Linked DNA regions of Zea mays: region 2 is linked to region 1. A link is a contact called in public Hi-C data. All regions are on one chromosome and are shown on one strand. The core of a region is the stretch at or near the end of the contact, and the rest is flanking DNA. Distances in the headings are between cores, read along the strand shown.

Region 1 (2,700 bases), core at 177-2,676:
ATAGTTCTTAATCATAAAATGCCTGCATAAACAATTATAGTAAATTCAAATAGTCTTTTACGGTTTCTAATAAAACGAGACCCATTAATTAAAAGATAAAAATAATAATATATAGAATTAATTGAAACCAAATTCTTAGAGAAGGAACTTCTAGAATCAAGGATCTATAATAAAGTAAAATTAAGTGTAGAAATCAATGGCTATATTGCAATAGAATAAAAAAAACCTTTTGTTTCGATTTTCTTTCTTATAACAAACACACGGTACTAGCTTAACTACTCAAAGTTAATTTGAGGAAAAACATATAAAGGACTACAAATATATATTATTATATTTATTATTGAATATATATTTATGATATAACTATGTTGAGTCATAAATATTAACAATACATTTTCACAAGTTTAGTAGAACTACATGTTCTAATGATTTAGGGCCACTTGGTAGGGTTTTTTTGGAGCAGATTTGTTCACGAAGTTTTTTTTAAAGTTGCCATGATTTTATTCTTTTTTTCGGCGTATGGGATCCAAGGTGACAGTGAGATACAAAGAGATGTAGAGTTATATCAAATAATTTAGCGAGTCTTAGATCTATGGCAGAGCTGCTTCACGGTGCATCTAGATAAATATAGGATCCAGGTTCACTTCTTCTACCCGTGGAGCTCTATCAAACAAGCATTCAATATAGCTCTCACAGATTCAGATCATGAGTATGTATGTTCATTTATATTTGGAAGTGAGAGTTAAAGAAAAAATTGCTCCTCGCTCCTCTCTATCCAAAGGCAACATATTCAGTGTTCACGTGCATATTTTAAATCTAAGACATTTATCTCACATTGTGTATATGACATCCTGCCATTTGAACATAAATAGGTTCCCCTGTTCAAAACCCTCTAGCAACCTATCATCCCAAACGAAGATCTTGAGCCTACCTATCTTTTGAATTTGTTCTCCTCTAAAACCACACCGTTTTCACACACAACTTGACCCATCTAACCACGGCGCGAGCTCCACACAGCTCTGTCCCTCAGCCGCCGTAGACCGACGCCCTGGTTGCTGTCCGCTCATGGCAGCCAAGCATGTAAAACCTTGCGGCGGCCAATCATTGGTAGCCAAGGGCAAATCAGTACCCGTCCGGCAGTCCAACCGCCGTCGCGCTCACCCACCCGCTGCCCCGCGTTCCGTCGCGTAGCCCGCAGCTCGTTTCGTCCGTCCGCTCTCGGGCCCGCCCCTCCACCAACGGGCCCCACCTCCCAAAGCGACAGCCACTGCGGCAGCCGGCGGGCCAACACGGGACCCACGGCGCGTATCGCTGCGGCCACTCAGCGGACGCCACGCCGGACGCCATCACGTGCGCGCGCCGCGCGGGCTTATAAATATTCGCGGCCCCGTGGGATGTCAGTGACTCAGTGGCACGGGCGCGGACACTGCCGCTCGCGATATTTGCGAGAGAGAGAGAGAGAGGGCCCGAGAGCCGAGGACGAGTGAAGTCTGGCTGGCGTGATGCTGCTTCGGAGCGCGTCCTCGCCGCTGCTCAACTGCGGGCGCGCGCCGGCTGCGGCGGCGTCGGTCGAGCACCTCGCGGTGGTTTCGCCGTTGTTGTCACCGGCAGTGGCGGCGCCTAGGCATGGGCCGGTGCTGTGCCGCGCCATGTCCGAGGGGGACCTCGCCGCGCCGCTCGTGCCCAAGAAGGACGATGGACACGGGAGGGCGCCGAGGCTGTCCCTGTCCGCGTCCTTGTCCTCGTCCGCCTCCATCTTCGTCGAGGAGGAGGACGGCGAGGGCGAGGAGGAGGAGGACCTGGTCGCGGTCGCGGGGGCCGGCGTGGACGTGCCGCTGCCGCTGCGTCGGCTGCTGACGAACACGGGGCTGGACGTGTCCGCCGCCGCGGCGCTGGCGTTCGTGGAGCAGGGCGTCGGGGGCAGCGGCGGGGGCGGGAAGGCGTGCGGCAGCAGCGGCGGCAAGGGTGGGATCGGGGACGGCGACGGTGGCAGCAACCGCGCCGCCACGGACGCCCACTACCGGCAGATGATCGAGGCGGACCCGGGCAACTCGCTGCTCCTGGTCAACTACGCCAGGTTCCTCAAGGAGGTGGCCGGGGACGCGGCAAGGGCGCAGGAGTACTGCGAGCGCGCCATCCTCGCCAGCCCCGGCGACGCCGAGGCGCTGTCGCTCTACGCGGGCCTCGTTTGGGAGACCAGCCGCGACGCTGGCCGCGCCGAGGACTACTACAGCCGCGCCGTCCAGGCCGCGCCCGACGACTGGTCAGTGACATCACCGTGATTCTTGTTACACGCCGATATACACATATACTGTCTATTCAGATCGCGCTGACAACAGTGATCTTGCTTCCGCTTCAGCTACGTCCTGGGCTCTTACGCCGGGTTCCTGTGGGACGCCGAGGAAGACGAGGAAGAGAACTCCGAGCCCTTGCCACCGCCTTCGCTGTTCCAGGGGGCAGCTCAGCGTCCTTCCATCACAGCGGCCTCTTAGATGATCGTGAACTCGATCTAGATCTCACCACCGCCTGTGAACGAAGCTGAATCTGGAACCCTGGAGAGTGGAGAGTGACTGGGTGATAACCGTGCAGAAACCCCCGACGAGTGACTCACATCGCCGGCAGGCTCCTCGCCGCTTGTGAACTGAATCACGGCACATGTAAAACTGAATCTGGCAGAGCACACACGCGCCTAAGCCTATT
Region 2 (2,700 bases), core at 135-2,634, 200 kb after region 1:
TATGAAATATTTTAAGAAGATTAACACGTGGACCATAACTTAAAAGCTAGGCCACATGAATGCCTAGCGTGATCAGAGAGGCGTTTTTGAGAACCCATTCTAAACCACTTCTCAGCAAATCCACACCAACATGCCTCATTTAGATCTAAAACCAATTCCCACCCATCTAAACAACACCGATCTCAATACCCACCCCATAAAACCCATTTCAACCATGCATATTAGTAGTCCTACATCTATTTGGCTAATGCAAACTTTAACCTAATTCAACATCTAAGACGACCGTATTTATATACATCAAGAAAATTATGGATCCACATTATCATATTGCAATCTACAACAAGTGATTCCTTTCACGTATGGTCTTAGCACATGGGTCTTATCCAGTGATCAAAATTTGAAGATGTGTGCCTAGCCTATCTTATATGCACACAACCCTTATATGTCATGAAAGGCTAGGTGCATGTTTGTTTGAGATTATAATCTACCTAGATTATATAATCACTTAGTTCAAAATAAGTTAGATTATATAATCTAGGTAGATTATAATCCTAAACAAACAAACAAACACTAAGCATATTCTCGACAAACTTAGACAATTATTATTTGACTTTAGATTCTGTTTGTTTACCCTCGAGATTATATAATCCAATTTAAATAAGTTAAGAGGTAAACAAACAACACATATTATTGGATGGATTATACAATCTAGATACCTAGATTATTATTATCCATAAACATATCATTAGATACTTATATAATCCTATAAGTTAGATTATATAATATTGGAATGAAACAAACATATCCTTATATAATCTTATAAGGTGGAATGAAACAAACATAGCCTTATATAATCTTATAAGGTCGATTAAATAATCCAGTTTATAGATTATATAAGCATCTAACCTGCTTATAGATTATCAATTTAATATAATCTAGATATCTAGATTGTATAATTTAAATAATAATTTATATTGTTTATTTACCATTTAATTTATTTAAACTGAATTATATAATCTCGAGGGTAAATAAACAAGGCCTTAGACTCACACACTCCCTGTCCTGTTTGTGTCAACCTAGAAGATTAACGCCCATAACGTGGAACAAAAAGCAACCACAAGCACAAGTCCAAGAGCAAGAGGCATGGTTTCAAAAAATAAAATAAAAATAAACCCAAGGGTTGGCAACGTACACGATACACCTACAGACTTTGAACTGGGGTCGATCCGCAAAACGGCCAAGGAATAGGAAAGCTACCCTGCTCGTCCCCACCATCGCCGGTCCACGACACGCACGCACAGAGCACCACACCACCGCCACGGCGCCTGCCCCTGTCCTGCTACTTCCGCACCCGGCTCGGCTGCTTCCTCCCCCTCCCACTCCACTCCGCGTTTTCAAAAATCAAAACCCCAGCCGGAACAGCGAAACCCCTTCCACCATAGCCCGTAGGAAACGGAGCAGCGGTTGCGGTTTCTCTCTCCGTCGCTCTCACCGCTCGCCGCCGTCTCCGTATCCGGTCCGCAAGGCGGGCCTGGCGTCAAGGTCCTCCGCTCCGTCCCCTTCACTCGCGACCGGAGTCCCCTCTTCGTTGGTTCGCCAATCTACTTCGTCGGCCCACCCCTTTTCCCCCGATCGATCTCTCCTCGCTAAGCGAACTATCTTGACCTCCCTCCCTCGTGCGAGATTAGCCAGTAGAAAGTTCCCCGCTTTTCATCCAGGCACACTTCCACCACCTCGCTTTGCTGCTTCACTGCTTGCTTCTGTTGGGCGGAGTGCTAATAGGACGGCACGGGAGTCAAGATTCCTCCTCCTTAACCTGCCCTTTCGTGTTGCCGTTGTTGGTGGTTTGGTTTGTGATTGCGGTGGCGCTGGAGTTGCGGTGTGTGTGAAGCGAGGGATCCGAGATTCTTGTGGATTCTGTTCTACTTTTCGATTGCTGCTGATTCTCTCTCCCGTGCGACGGCACAAGCGGCGGTGTGGGGAGAGCATCCGCCGTTGCCCGGCCTTGGAGGGCCCCGGTCCGTCTATGGAACTTGCCGCCCCGGTGCCACGCCCCGGCCCGGAACTGAAGTGCTCAGCAAGGCGCTTCTTGCCTGCCACTCTCACGCTGCTGGTGCCTACTGTGGCAGTCCCCTGTTTGGTTCCCGCTCCTCACTGACCGGCTACGGGGCTGCGATAATGGTGCCTCAGATGGTGCTGCTCCTTTGCTGCTGTCTCCTGGCGTTCCCGCCACATGGTACTGATATTTTTCCTTTATTGATGATACATATTCAGTTCCGTGATTTAGCGTTGTCGTGTTCAATTGGCGACAATTGCAATAGATGCCGTTACCATGTACTTTTGTTATACTGAAATTTGATTGGTGGTGTTTGTTGCCTCCTGGCGTTCCCGCCACATGGTACTGATATTTTTCCTTTATGATGATACATATTCAGTTCCGTGATTTAGCGTTGTCGTGTTCAATTGGCGACAATTGCAATAGATGCCGTTACCATGTACTTTTGTTATACTGAAATTTGATTGGTGGTGTTTGTTGCCTCCTGGCGTTCCTGCCACATGGTACTGATATTTTTCCTTTATGATGATACATATTCAGTTCCGTGATTTAGCGTTGTCGTGTTCAATTGGCGACAATTGCAATAGATGCCGTTACCATGTACTTTTGTTATACTGAAATTTGATTGGTGGTGTTTGTTGTGA

What was found. A called contact is a pair of places that touch in the nucleus more often than the background predicts.
Region 2: a Hi-C map of tassel shows a contact between it and region 1, with 4 times the contacts expected there. The contact joins the promoter of LOC100192039 here to the promoter of LOC100383344 in region 1. A contact is called at or near these places in 2 of 25 Hi-C or Micro-C datasets (ear and tassel).

What each region holds. Positions count from the first base shown.
Region 1 is chr9:96,166,691-96,169,390 of Zm-B73-REFERENCE-NAM-5.0, forward strand. It overlaps LOC100383344, which reads left to right and starts at 1,427. Exons shown (of 2, transcript NM_001176000.1): 1 at 1,427-2,263; 2 at 2,360-2,700. The coding sequence starts at 1,503. The coding sequence ends at 2,492.
Region 2 is chr9:96,369,903-96,372,602 of Zm-B73-REFERENCE-NAM-5.0, forward strand. It overlaps LOC100192039 (putative O-glycosyl hydrolase family 17 protein), which reads left to right and starts at 1,385. Exons shown (of 3, transcript NM_001137462.2): 1 at 1,385-2,236. The coding sequence starts at 2,179.